Linked DNA regions of Mus musculus: regions 1 and 3 are each linked to region 2. The links are chromatin contacts, called in public HiChIP or PLAC-seq maps. All regions are on one chromosome and are shown on one strand. The core of a region is the stretch at or near the end of the contact, and the rest is flanking DNA. Distances in the headings are between cores, read along the strand shown.

Region 1 (4,243 bases), core at 704-3,203, 85 kb before region 2:
TCCAGGGTTGGGCCACAGGAAAGACCTAGGTTTCAAGGACAGAGATTCAATCCGGATACCCAAGTCCTTCAACAGGATCATAGAAGGACTGACCAGGCAGAGACTTGTGGAGTGACACCCGTGTGCCCATGACTGCGCCCTCTCATTTTCCTTATAGGTAAACTGAGTCTCAGATTGTACCAAGAACCTGCCCAAAGGCTCTGAGATATGGGGGAAGCAAAAAGGACCGGAAGTAGGGACCAGTTCCAAGGATAAAGGACTGGAGCGGTAGCTGGGGTGGTAGATCGCTTAGTTAGGATATATGAAGCACTACATTTCTTCCCACCACCACATAACCAGGTGTGGTAGCTACCATCTTAGTACTAGCTGGGAGGTAGGGGATACCAACAGGAGTTCAGGGTCAACCTTGGCTACATAGGAAGTTGGAGGCCAGCCTGGGCTACATGAGACCTTTTCTCAATTCTCTACCCCTGCCAACTCCAAAAAGTCAGAACCTAGAGGTGCGATTCACACCAGGCCCTTCCTGTGTGATGCTGGGGGCATGTCCTTGATCTCTGACTGAAGGTGAGGGAGAGGGAGCAGGCAGCTACACTAGGGATCCTCTTTGCTGCCTGACCTGGACACCCACTGTGCCATGCACCTTTCTGCTGTGTTCATTGGGCTGTGAGCCCCAGTGAGCTGTGAAGACTGAGCAGAAGCTAGGCGCGAGGGACATATTGTCTCTACAACCCTCAGGGAGAGGCAGGGTCTCACTGGACAGCCTTAGCTGGCTGGCTTGCAACTTGCTTTATATAACCGGCTAGCCTCAAACTCAAACAAAGAGCTCCTCCTGCCTCCCAAGAGCTGGGATTAAAGGCATGGGCCACCACACCTGGCCTCATTATGTGTTTTTCTTTTTTAAATTTATTTTATCATATATTATATCCCAATCTCAGTTTACCCTCTCTCCTCTCAGTACCCCTCCCGCCCTCGTTGTTTCGTTGTTCTTTCTTTCTTTCTTTCTTTCTTTCTTTCTTTCTTTCTTTCTTTCTTTCTTTCGAGACAGTGATTCTTGGATAGCCTTGGCTATCCTGGAACTCACTCTGTAGACCAGGATGGCCTTGAACTCACAGAGATCTGCTTGCCTCTGTCTCCCCAGTGCTGGGATTAAAGTGCCGCCACCTCCTGGCATTTTTTATTATATGCACCACGAAACACCTATTTTCAAAAGACGGAAAAGTTGACCAATGTGGAGGTCCTTCAGCAAGAGAGAGAATGATCCATCGTTTCCTAGCCTCTCATTAAGGATCTGATATCCCATCCCGACTTTGATATACCCGCTCGAACACATAACACCCAGAGCCCATCCTAGAAACTCAAATAGAACCCACTTGACGTGGCGGCGCCGGCGGGCATAAGAACCCGAAAATAAAATCTCAAACCCCGCCCTTCCACCGCCTTCCCGTTGAGTTTCTCGCGGCCTCTTGCTCTGAGAATCCCGCCTCTGCTGTAGGGCGGGAACGCAGATGATACTTCGCAATAAATGGTTTGAGTTCTGCCAATCTAACCTCTCCACCTTCCCATTGGTTATTTGTAGCGGTCCTTATCTTTCAATCTAATGGTCCTTCCCGCTTGCGTCAAGGACGCTTCGCTCAGTGCGTGTATACCGCCGCGTAGGAAGATAGTTCCTAAGTCTTTCCCTCGGTTTGATAGAGACTATCTCTGCCGGAAGTACTTTAGTATTAGATACGGGTTGATTCTTGGTGTCATGGTAATCTTTGTGGGTGTTCTGGCAGTGACTGTTGTGAGGTGGTGTATGTTACTATCGCCTCAAGAGGTAGTGGAGGGATCTGTGTATCCGGTCGGGGCGCGGCTGCAGCGACTTAGGGGAGGTGGCTTTTGGCGACAGTGGGCGTGGTCACTTGGGGGCGTGGCTTCCGCGGGCGGCGCGGGGCGGGGTGGGGGGGCGGAACATGTCTCCCGCCGCAGGAAGATGAGGCAGCGCCGGCGGCTGCGGGCGTAGCGGGCCACCGCGGGCCACCGCCGCGCGCCGCCGCCTCTGCTACAGTCCCTTCCCGCGGGGCCTGCTCTGAGAGAAGCTCGAGAGAGACCAGGCGACGCGAACGCGAGTGGGGAGGAGGAAGGACGCGCGACCCCGAGCCCTGCGCGCTCCCGCCGCCCACGCGCGACCCTCGGGGACGCGCCCGCCACCCTTTTGTCCCCGGGGTCCCCGAGGGCGGTGGGCAGCAGGGAGCCCCGGTGCACCCGGTGCATGCCCCCGCCCAGCAGGTGAGCGCACGCGGAGGGGCCCCGGACGCGCGCGTGGGGCTCACGGGGACGCGCGCACGGTGGGGACCCCCCCCCTCTGCTTAGTGCATGAGAAAAAAAAAGTTGCCTCTGGGTCTCTCTCGGGTCCGCGGGGAGGCTAGGGCTGGGGTGAGCCCCCGGGGGAGTGTGCACGCGTCCCCCTTGCACAGGGCCCCGGGCCCGGCGGCGCATTGTTCTCTGTCTTCAACTTTGCGCGCCTGGAGAGGGGGGCGACGTGGAGGGGACGCGCGCACTTGAGAGCAAACTTTGCCCAGGCCTCTTTTGTGACGGTTCTCTGTGGACGGTCACCCAACTTCATCAGATAGGAATTCTCCAACTCGTGGGGATCTTAGGGGAGGTGTTCCCTTTCCATCTGCCCTTAGAGAGGGGGTCCTCCTGATCGGAGCTGGAGTTTGGAGGGAAGAGAGAGGGCCACCTCCTCATTCCATTAGCTAGTGGTTCCACAACTCGTGGTTATCTTAGGGGAGGTGTCCCCTTATCACCCACCTTCACCTCTTCACTTGAGGTGTCCCCTTGATCCTAGTGGAGTTTGGAAGGCTGAGGATTATATCGCACTCCACAATTTAGAGTTCCTAATTCTTGGGGATTTTGTGGGAGGTGTCCCTTTCCAACCCACCCCCACCCAGGGAAGTCTCCAAATCTCCATCCAAACTGGAATTTGGAAGGAAGAGTGAACCCAATATCTTCACCTCGTTAACTTGGGGTTCCCCAACTCCTGGAGATCTTGGAAGACCCCCCCTGCCACTTAAGGATGCCCCCCCCCCGATTTAAACTGGAGTTTGGAGGAAAGAGAGCAAGTCCTTTTGTCTGCTACAAGAAAGGGATCTCTGGGTACAGAGAAGGAGGGGAGACACAGGGACCCCGAGATGGGAACATCTGCTCTGTGTTAATGTGGGGCGCGGCACAGCTCAGGGTTTGGGACACGATGGTGGCCTCTGCGAGCCTCAGAACTTCCAACCTTCCTCCTCCCGCAGTGGCTGCTGGAATGGGGGAGGGAGGAGAAGGGGGGGGTCATCCCCAATTCTGCTTCCCTACCCCCAATCCAAGATGACCCAGGTTGTCCCATTCCTCCCCTCCCAAGAGTGTTTGTGGCACCCGCCCCCACTGGAGCAGTGTTTCACCTCTCCTGGGGTTACCCAGAAAAATCGGTTTCAAATACCCCACAAAAAAAGTGTGGTTTCGTACAACTTAGAAGAAGAAGAAAAGAGTCAGTTTCACACATCCTCCAAAAAGGATGAAAAAAAAAAAAGACAAAAAGCAGTGGGGGCGGGGTGCCCGAGGTGCCTGTTTCACACCCTGTGTGAGTTGACAAACAAAAGAGTTGGGGTTCCTGAGCTTCTGGACGTGGGTCTTCCCTCAACCCCAGAATCGCCTTCCCCAGCCTGTGGCTTCCGGATCCCTGCTGCCCTAGCTCCTTTCTGGGGAACACTGGAAAAAAAAGTTAATGGTTTAACTGCGTGCTGGCCCCTCAGTCTTTCCTGGGGTGGGTGGATTGGGCCTGGCAGGTGGAACCCCTCCCCCACTGGTGGAGCAGAGCCCCTGGGACCTGAGGGGAATCCCAGGTCTTGGGGACCTCCCCCCCCCCCCCCGGTGATGTTGGTAAAAGGATGTTTTTAAACTTGACTGGGAATAATTCCCGGATATATCCTGACAATAAGAGGCCCACTTGGTTTGAGTGTTTTGTTTTGTTTTAATTTTGTTTTGTTTTTTAGCTTTCTTGAATGAGGTTGGGTTTTGGGGGTGAGAGGGAGAAGTTGTGGGTCCCAGGGATAACACCTCTTCCACCCACTAGAGCCTTGAGGTTCACAGTTTGTTTTGCTTTGGATTTGGGGTGACCAGGGTCTTGGGTATTCTGTGACAGCTGCTGCATGGGAAGGTTCCACCAAGTTTATTTGGAGGAGGCAGAGCCTGGGCCACCCCTTTCTTCCTGGACAGG
Region 2 (4,599 bases), core at 666-3,165:
TCTATGGCCTCCTTGTAGGCCTCAGCTTTTGACGGGTGCCGGCTTCACTGCGATAGTCTGCTTTAGGAAAACTGGGGAAAGAGCCATGTTCACTGGACACACTCTCTTCAGAGCGTAGTGTCTACTGTAGGCAGTGGCTGCACAGCAAAGTGCCTACTGTATGCTATCCCTGCAAGGGAGAGGGCCTATTGTACATATGCACCTATTGTATATACTGTGAGCTATATGCTCGCTCTGCCAGACACAGTGTTTCCTGCACACTTGTATCATGAAGGACGGGGCACCTAATGTATACTCCCCTTCAGTGCCTACTATGTGCACTACCTGGATAGTATATCTGTTGCATATTTTCTCCTGTAAATCTATGTCTGCTGTATATCCTCCATGCAGAGTGCATGCCTACTGTATACCAGGACAGAGTGCATGCCTACTGTATACCAGAACAGAACTCCTACTGCACGGGCCCCTCTCTCTCCCTAACACGGTCCTCATCTTTGCTTTGCTGAGGTCCCTTCCTTTCACAGCAGGACGTCAGGATTGTCTCTCATTCTCCTGCTGACCCTGGCTAGGCCACCCTTGCCTCTAGCCCCTTTAGTGGTTATATGTTCTGTAGGGGTTCTCCTCACAGCCCATGCCTGGCCTTAGCATCTTTTCTTCAACAGGATGATGGGTGTCAGAAATCGGAGTCATGGCCATGCATGGCCACCTCCCCACACTGGGCTTGGCTGCTGGGCCATAGCTGTGTGCACACAGTGACTTGCATAATAATGTCACGGAGTGGTCACACTCAGAGATGTTTCCAGCGGCTGTCCTGTGCTGAGCCCTGTCCAGAGGACCTCCCTGAGGCAGGTGTATACAGCAGACACTGTCCTCTATGTGTAGTAAATACTGCAGGCAGTCTGCTTTTCAGGGAGTGCATACAGCAGGCACCGTGCCCTGTGAGGAAAGCGGGCCAGAGGTCAGCCAGGTGGGCTTCCTAGAGGAGGCGAGTTCAGCGCCCAGGAATAGCATGGTCCACACAGCACTGATCATCGCAGTGCGGCGTCCTTCTGCCCGGCTGCCGGGAGGCTACACGAAGGCGATGGGGTCAGGGGGTCCACAAGAGGCTGGCAGAGTGCCGGGAATGGGAAACTGAGGCGGAGGGCTTGAGGCCAAAACCAGTGGAGAGAAGCAGCACTGGCGTCCAGGCCTAGAGGGCGGGACCGGGTGGAGCATTGGTGACGGCAGCGCCTGGGAATGTGGGGCAGGGAGGGTCCCTCCGCCCCCAGCGGGCGCGCGGGGCCTCGTGAGGGGATGCTTGGGACTCGAGTGAGGAGTCGGGGGGCGGGGGGGGTGGAGATGCGAACCAAGGCAGGAAGGTCTAACTGGGGAATGATGTGGACCAGCGTGGAGAGGTCTAATTGGGGGTAACAGGGACGGGGTGGGAAGTCCCAGTTGCAGGGATGATGGAGACCTGGGTTGGGGTCCCAGGGATTGTTGGGACAGAGCTAGGAGCCTGGCCTGAGTGGGTGATGGGGATGAGGAGAGGAAATCTGGCGTATCTGGCTGCGGGGTGCTACGGAGCAGGACGGGGTACTGAGAGTGAGAGGGCGCCCTGGCATGGACTATCCCACCCCAAGCCCCAGCGCTAGGCACATTCCCTGGCCCTGAGCGCGGCGCCCGGAATAGCAGTCCAGTCACCCCCGCGCACCGCCCCGCAGCTGCACTTCCCAAGGTCACTGGCACCCAGGATATCAGGACCAACGCTGGGCCGCTGAGCTGCGCTGTCAGACACAGTAGGTCAGCCCCCTGCCGCAGGTCCGGGCCCAACGCGTGCGCCCTCTCCTGCCGCACGAGGGCGCCCTTGGCCTGCGCCCTCGGTGACCCCAGCCTGGGCGCGCCTAGGAGGCCCGGGTGGGAGGGATCGACCGAGTTCGCAGTCCCGCACTTTGGGGCCCCGCCGCTTCCGCCAGTCCCCGGGGCGTCCCGGGGAAACTTGGACGTATTGCCTTGGGCTCTCAGCAGATGGTAAGTCCCTCTTCCCATCCTGCCACTATTCCACCCGGTGTGGCGGCGGGGATGAGATTGGTTTCTTTCCCTGCTCGGAGCGAAAGCAGCAATCCCTAGGATGGTGGGTGAGTTTGGGGGTCGCACTTCCTACGGGATGGGACTGAAACTCAGGAGACCGACACCCCAGTGACTGGTGCACCAATGCGGGAGAGGGATGCAGTGCTAGATGCGGTGCTCGGGAGAGGGCATTGACAGACATGGGTAGGAGCCCCCCTCACGAAGGGGGTTATGAGATGGCCTTCCCCAGCCTCCTTCTTCCTTCCTTCCCGGGACAGCCCAGTTTCTGGGCCCGCAGAAGGAAGGGTCCGGCGAGTGTCTTGAAGCAGTTCCCGTGAGTTTCCAATTTACAGCCATCTCGGTCCCAAGGTGTCCTAAAGGACATCAGATTGGCTGACAACCGGAGAGACCCTGGTTCCAGCCGGGCCGGGGTACTTTTGTCCTCCTTACCCCTTTTTCAGGTACCTGGACCCTGTGGGCTGCAGATCTTTGAGAGCCCGTGTGCCCTTCAGAGAGCCTGGCCCGGGCCCAGAAGGGACTCACTTCATCTTGGTTCCCTTCCCTCCTGGCTGGTCTTGCCAGGCTGGGATCACGAGGAGGAGGGCGTCGGCTGAGAATGACTTCATCCGGTCTCTACAGTTGGGGAAACTGAGACCTCCACTCAGCCCCACCCTGCTCTTCTTGTCCGCAGATCCTCTAGGCACCGCAGCCCGCAGCTCTGGCAGATGAGACCATGACCCACGTGTTGGCAGGAGGCCAGGTCAGCCGCCCAGCGCCTGCCACGGGGTGGGGTTGGGGGTGGGGAGGAGGTCCCTTAGGCTATGGGGTACCTGGGAGCACAGCGGTCCCCAGAGGCTGGGGGGCAGCTGGGAGGGGGACATCCATTCCACCCTGAGTTTCTGGATGAGCCTCCATTAATTATCCCTCTACAGGCTCTCAGAGACTCAGGGATGGGGTTCCGCGGGTTTTCACTGCACAGATGGGGAAACCGAGGCCTGGAGAAATGGAATGGTTGGTTCCTGGCCACCCAGGAAGGTAGATGAAAGGGGTGACTAAACTTGCAGCCACCTAAAAACTGTCCTTAAAGGATTCCTTGTGCATTATAAAAGAACACACTGGGGCTGGTGAGATGGCTCAGTGGGTAAGAGCACCCGACTGCTCTTCCAAAGGTCCTGAGTTCAAATCCCAGCAACCACATGGTGGCTCACAACCATCCGTAATGGGATCTGACTCCCTCTTCTGGAGTGTCTGAAGACAGCTACAGTGTACTTACATATAATAAATAAATAAAAATCTTTAAAAAAAAACAAAAACAAAATAAAAGAACACATTGTCTATAGGAAGAACTGATTAAGGTGGGTGTGTGGCAGTCCAGGACTAGCAACTTTGTCCCAGGAGGCTAAGGGAGGAGGATTTTTCAGAGTTTGAGCCTAGCCTGAGCTACAGATCAAGACTCCCATCTCAAAAGGAAAGCAGAAGCCTGTCCTAGAGCAAAAGCCCAGTGCCCACTGTCCAGGAGCTAGTAGGGGAGGCAGGAAGGTCACGAGTTCAAGGTTATCCTTAGCTACTCAGGAAGTTTAAGACCAACCTGGGCTACAAGACCCTATCTAAAAAAAAAATAAAAAAGAAAAAAAGAAAGCTGGGCGTGGTGATGCACGCCTTTAATCCCAGCACTCGAGAGGAAGAGGCAGGCGGATTTCTGAGTTCGAGGCCAGCCTGGTCTACAAAGTGAGTGCCAGGATAGCCAGGGCTACACAGAGAAACCCTGTCTTGAAAAACCAAAAAAAGAAAAAAAGAAAAGCACGTGTGCAAATCTTTAGTCCCAGCACCTGGGAGGCAGAGGCAGGCGGGCCTCTGTGAGTTGACAGACCAGCCTGGGCCACATAGAGAGTTTTGGGACAGCCTGGATTACATAGCGAGAGTGTCTCAAATAAACACAGGAGGAGGTGGAGAGATGCTCAGTGTTCAAGATCTTTTTTTTTTTTAAGATTTATTTATTTATTATATGTAAGTACACTGTAGCTGTCTTCAGACACTCCAGAAGAGGGAGTCAGATCTCCTTACGGATGGTTGTGAGCCACCATGTGGTTGCTGGGATTTGAACTCCTGACCTTCAGAAGAGCAGTCGGGTGCTCTTACCCACTGAGCCATCTCACCAGCCCAGTGTTCAAGATCTTACCTTGCTCCTTAAGAGAACCCACAATTGGTTCCAAGCACCCATGCCAAGTTGGGAGCAACTGTAGCTCAGCTCAGCGAAGGGAGTCAATGCTGCTGGCATCTTCCAGCGCTGCACTGTGTGCATGTGTGTGCACGCGTGTGTGTGTGCATGCATGCATGTACACATGTATGTATATGTATGCTGTTTTCAAGACACAGTGGTCCTGGCTGTCCTGAAATTCACTCTGTAAACCAGGCTGGCCTCGAACTCAGATCTGCCTGTCTCCCAAGTGCTGGATTAAAGGAGCGTGCCCTTCTACAAATAACATTAATTTTAAAACCAAATAACAACACATACAGTTCCTAGTTCCCCACCCTGTGTCTGACCTGAGCCTA
Region 3 (4,182 bases), core at 954-3,453, 110 kb before region 2:
TCTGCTCTGCCTGGCTCTGTCAATCCTTTTCTCCCTGGTTTCCTGATGTTATTTACTCTTCCTGACTATTCCTGTAGCAACATCAGCACTTTAGGGGACAGATTCATGGATAGGAGTGGCCCCTGTATCTTGATATGCAGAATTCCCACTCCTGTTACTTCTAAACTATTCTGGAATTGTCCTCTGTGCCAATTCTTTTTCATACTTTATGTTAATTTTCTTTTTTTTTTTTTTCCGAGACAGGCTGGCCTCGAACTCAGAAATCCACCTGCCTCTGCCTCCCAAGTACTGGTATTAAAGGTGTGCACCACCACACCCGGCTTTATGTTAATTTCTAATTAGCAGATCTGTGTTCCTCTAAGACAGTATCTTCCTTCTGCAACCTAGTTTAGCCTGGAACCCAGAGTAATCCTCCTGCTGCAACTTCTCAAATTTTGAGATGACTCACGCATATCACTGTGTTTTGCTAACATATTTGTAAGCTGATATATCATTTTTAATCAAATAATTTCTTCTATGATATCGAGTTCTATGTGTTATATTTCAGTATGGAGCATTCCACTGCTGAGCCACAAATATTCCAGTCCTACTGATCTTAAGTGTTCTTTCCATACTGAGAAACAGTCCTTTATCAAAACTGTTACACACACACACACACACACACACACACACACACACACACTTTTTATTTCACAATAATATACTTTAAAAAAGAGTTGTGAAGACAATAGAGGGATTCTATCCATCTCCTACCTTTCTGCCCTCCACCACCGACCCATCTATCCACCTACCCACCCATCCATCTACCCATCCACCCACTCATCTATCCACCTATCCATCCATCCATCCATCCATCCATCTATCCATCCATCCATCCATCCACTTTTCCTCATATTTCTGTCTATGTCTGTGAAACAATCGACCCAGATTATTTTACCCCTGACCTCCACTGAGGATGATGGGAAGAGACCCTAGGTCCTCTGCCATGTGCTCTGGAGGCTCCAAGTGCCTGTGATAAGCAGAAATGGGCCCCGATGTGATGGCTGTCACAGAGCAGCAGAGTCTGTCACCCCACTAGTAGGAGCTCTGCTTTTTGGAACCAAGGATCCAACCTGATATTTCACTGCAAGCAAGTTCAAGCTCTATGTTGCTTTAAAACAGACATTTTCAGTCACGTGTGGAGCACACACCTGTCACCTCAGCATTTGAAGGCTGATGCAGGAAGATCTTGTATTCTAGGATAGACTGAACTACAGGGTTAGCGCTGTCTCAAAAACAAAATCTGGGCTTGGAGGGCTACAACGTGCCTGTAATTCTAGCCACTTGGGAGGTGGAGGCAGGACAGTGGCTGTGAGTTGGGGTCTAGCCTGGTTGGTTCCAGACTGCCCTATGTGACTAACCCCTTAAAAAATCAAAAATAAAAGCAAATCTATTTTTCAGATGTACTCAGGGTGGTTTGTCAGCAAGTGCCCTGGTGACTTGTGATGGGGGATGGCAAACTGGAGGCTGCGTGAGTGTATCTGAGAGGGGTGAGGGCTCAAAGGACAGACAAGGTGTCAGTCACCATGGTGAAGACCTGGGTTCCAGGCCTCATGCTGAGCACCCACCAGACAGCTCAACCTCATGGGATCCCCAGCTTCAGTGAAGCATTATGTCTTCAAAAGCAAGGAAGGGGTGGCAAGAGGGCACAGCAGGGGCTTGCAGCCAATCCTGGCCACCTGAGTTCAATCCCCAAGACTCCAAGACTGAAGGAGAGCACCAACCATGGGCAAACTACCCTTTCATCTCTCTCTCTCTCTCTCTCTCTCTCTCACACACACACACACACACACACACACACACACACACAAAACACAATAAATAAATGTAATTTTTATAGTAAAAAACTCAAAACTAGGAGCAACAGAAACACTCATGACATCACCTCTGGCTTCCATTCACATGAACATTCTCACAAAATAAAATCAAACGGAGACAGCACTTACTTGCAAGCGTGCCCCTTGGGGCTTTGACTGGACTCTCTGGCCTCATGGGTTTTGCTCAATGAGATACATTGGGGTTCAGTCCAAAGGATCCCCCTGGACACACTGTTCTATCAGCAGTTCTATAGAGCCTCACCCCTCGCTCCAGGCAGAGTCTCCTGTTAGCCCCGGTCTCTCTAGATGGCCATCTACTTCACTGTGGGTTCCTCAGACCACAGACTGGTGCAGCCAAAACCACAGAGCAGGGATTCCCGGGAAGCCAAGACCATGAGGTAACAGATGGGTCTTCATGGATGCGAACCCGGAAGAACCCCTACCACAGGGGCCTTCATTTCCCTCAGCTTCGGGGCTTCCTGCCTGCCAGGGGGGTCCCTCACCTCCTGAGCCTCAGCCCTCGGGAGGAATTTTCTAGAGATCTCAGCTTCTCCTTCAGGGTCCAAGAAGCACAAGGAAGAAGACAGACTCGGCTGGTCCCTGAGCAGTGCTGAATACCTGAAACCTCAGTATTTGGAAGGCTAATGCAGGGGAATTGCTGTGAGTTCCAAGGCCATTCTGGGCTACAGAGTGAGCCCATGCCTCTGCAAACCAAAACAACAAAAGACAGGAAAGAGGGGAAAAAATGAGCCAGAAAGATACACAGTGAAGGGGGGAGGGAGGGAGAAGCCGGGAGAACCTTCCAGAACTCTCAGAAGCCAGACACCCTGTGTGGGCAGCCTGCAGTTGATCTGGCCACAGCACATTTGCCTGACCAGCTACTGATCTGCTGTGGCCGAGGTGGAGTACCACTGGGACGGGCCACGCAGCACTGGCCTCAGGTTCTCCCCACCTGCGGATATTTCTGTCTCTGTGATCTGTGATCCTCTGGGAATTGCCACCACTCAGAGAACACAGCCCTGTCAGCATGCTGGGTTGCTCCCAGTCTCTACCCCAACCTCTCTGATCACCCAAAAGAAGCCTCAGAGACTCCACTCTGACAGGATGTAGGGATAGAGGAATGCAGCTCCCAGTGGGATATGTTTGTCCTGGGACTTGAAAGCCTGGGACTTACCCTGGGTCTGTCTAGGGCAAGCTCAGTCCTCAGAACCAGACAGAACTGGATCCCAAGCCTACCTAGCTTGCCCTGGTCAAGCTTCATGTTCAGTCATGTGAAAGGGGACAGTCCCCATGCCCTGTGCCTTGGCAGGAGGCTGCTAGTTTGGCATACACCGACTGCACTGACCCTAGTCCAGGCCTTCCCACATCTTTGTATAACAGACCCATGTCCCTGAAGAGGGTCCAAGGGTTAAAAGTGAAGGAGACCGGTGTCTCCAGGTCTAGAATGCTGAGTCAGCTTGTTTGTTGGGCCCAGCTCAGAAGAGAACCTGCTATACACCACGTGGCACGTCTGGATTATTTTGTAAATGAGATCTCTGAACTGAGTAACTACAAACCCCTTCCCCACCATTAGCACCAGGTGCAACCGTGCGCCCTGTTATCTCAGTACTCAGAGGCTGAGGCAGGGCAGTCTCAGAGATAGAGGCCAGTCTGAGCTACAGAGTTAGGTCCTGGGTCAAACAACATCAATAATATATTTTTAAAAATAAGAGGCTTGCTGGACATGGTGGTGCACACCTTTAGTCCCAGCACTTGGGAGGCAGAGGCAGGTGGATCTCTGTGAGTTCAAGGCCAGCCTGGTCTACAGAGTGAGTTCCAGGACAACCAGGACTACACAGAAAAACAGTGTCTCAAAAAAAAAAAAAAAAAAAAGCAAAGGGAGGGTGGGTGGAGGCTCAGCAGAGGTGAAGGCAGGAGGCGAAGGCTTGCCTTTCGAGCAGGAAGACCCTGATCCACACCTGGCACCAGCTGCACATGTGGTGAGTGCCTGCCATCCCAGCACTGGGAAGACAGGAGCAGAAGGATCACCACGGGCCCTGCCAGCCATCTGAGCTGAGCTCCAGGCCAGTGAGAGCCTCTGGCTCCAAAACAAGTCAGAGCAGGAGGACACATGGCGTTGGCCTCCACCCACGCACATAAAAACACGGGGACACGGGCATGAACATGTACACACATGTGCACACATGTGCGCGCGCGCACACACACACACACACACACACACACACACACACACACACAAATCAAACAGCATATTGAATGATTAAGGCTTCACCCCTGACTCAAACAGGCTGGAGCGTTAGGGAGGTGACACAGAGGGACTACAGGA

Evidence for each region. HiChIP or PLAC-seq counts read pairs in DNA pulled down with a chosen protein or histone mark.
Region 1: a contact with region 2 is called in an H3K4me3 HiChIP or PLAC-seq map of embryonic stem cells, with 24 read pairs. The contact joins the promoter of Tcf3 here to the promoter of Adamtsl5 in region 2. A contact is called at or near these places in 2 of 39 promoter capture datasets (the SN4741 cell line and neural stem cells), 2 of 15 datasets of contacts at CTCF or cohesin (the NIH/3T3 cell line and embryonic stem cells), 6 of 484 Hi-C or Micro-C datasets (the G1E-ER4 cell line, the N1E-115 cell line, group 2 innate lymphoid cells and 3 more), 8 of 115 datasets of contacts at active chromatin or transcription factors (the 230-238 cell line, the SCID.adh cell line, embryonic stem cells and 3 more) and 3 of 9 other capture datasets (adipose tissue, liver and pancreatic islet).
Region 3: a contact with region 2 is called in an HNF4G HiChIP or PLAC-seq map of pancreatic cancer cells. The contact joins the enhancer-like site here to the promoter of Adamtsl5 in region 2. A contact is called at or near these places in 1 of 39 promoter capture datasets (pre-B cells), 1 of 15 datasets of contacts at CTCF or cohesin (CD8 T cells), 1 of 484 Hi-C or Micro-C datasets (bone marrow-derived macrophages), 3 of 115 datasets of contacts at active chromatin or transcription factors (the 230-238 cell line, embryonic stem cells and pancreatic cancer cells) and 3 of 9 other capture datasets (adipose tissue, liver and pancreatic islet).

What each region holds. Positions count from the first base shown.
Region 1 is chr10:80,431,345-80,435,587 of GRCm38.p6, reverse strand. Tcf3 (transcription factor 3) reads left to right here and starts at 1,953. Exons shown (of 19, transcript NM_001164149.2): 1 at 1,953-2,268.
Region 2 is chr10:80,345,764-80,350,362 of GRCm38.p6, reverse strand. Adamtsl5 (ADAMTS-like 5) reads left to right here and starts at 1,915. Exons shown (of 13, transcript NM_001285435.1): 1 at 1,915-2,007; 2 at 2,738-2,806.
Region 3 is chr10:80,459,577-80,463,758 of GRCm38.p6, reverse strand. No RefSeq gene overlaps it. Among named protein-coding and RNA genes, the nearest start is that of Gm40716, 14 kb to the left of the region's middle. Within about 2 kb of position 2,203, at least 11 of the 459 cell types and tissues checked have an H3K27ac peak or open chromatin away from gene starts, as enhancers often do. A contact at or near this core is called in pancreatic cancer cells, where this site is marked.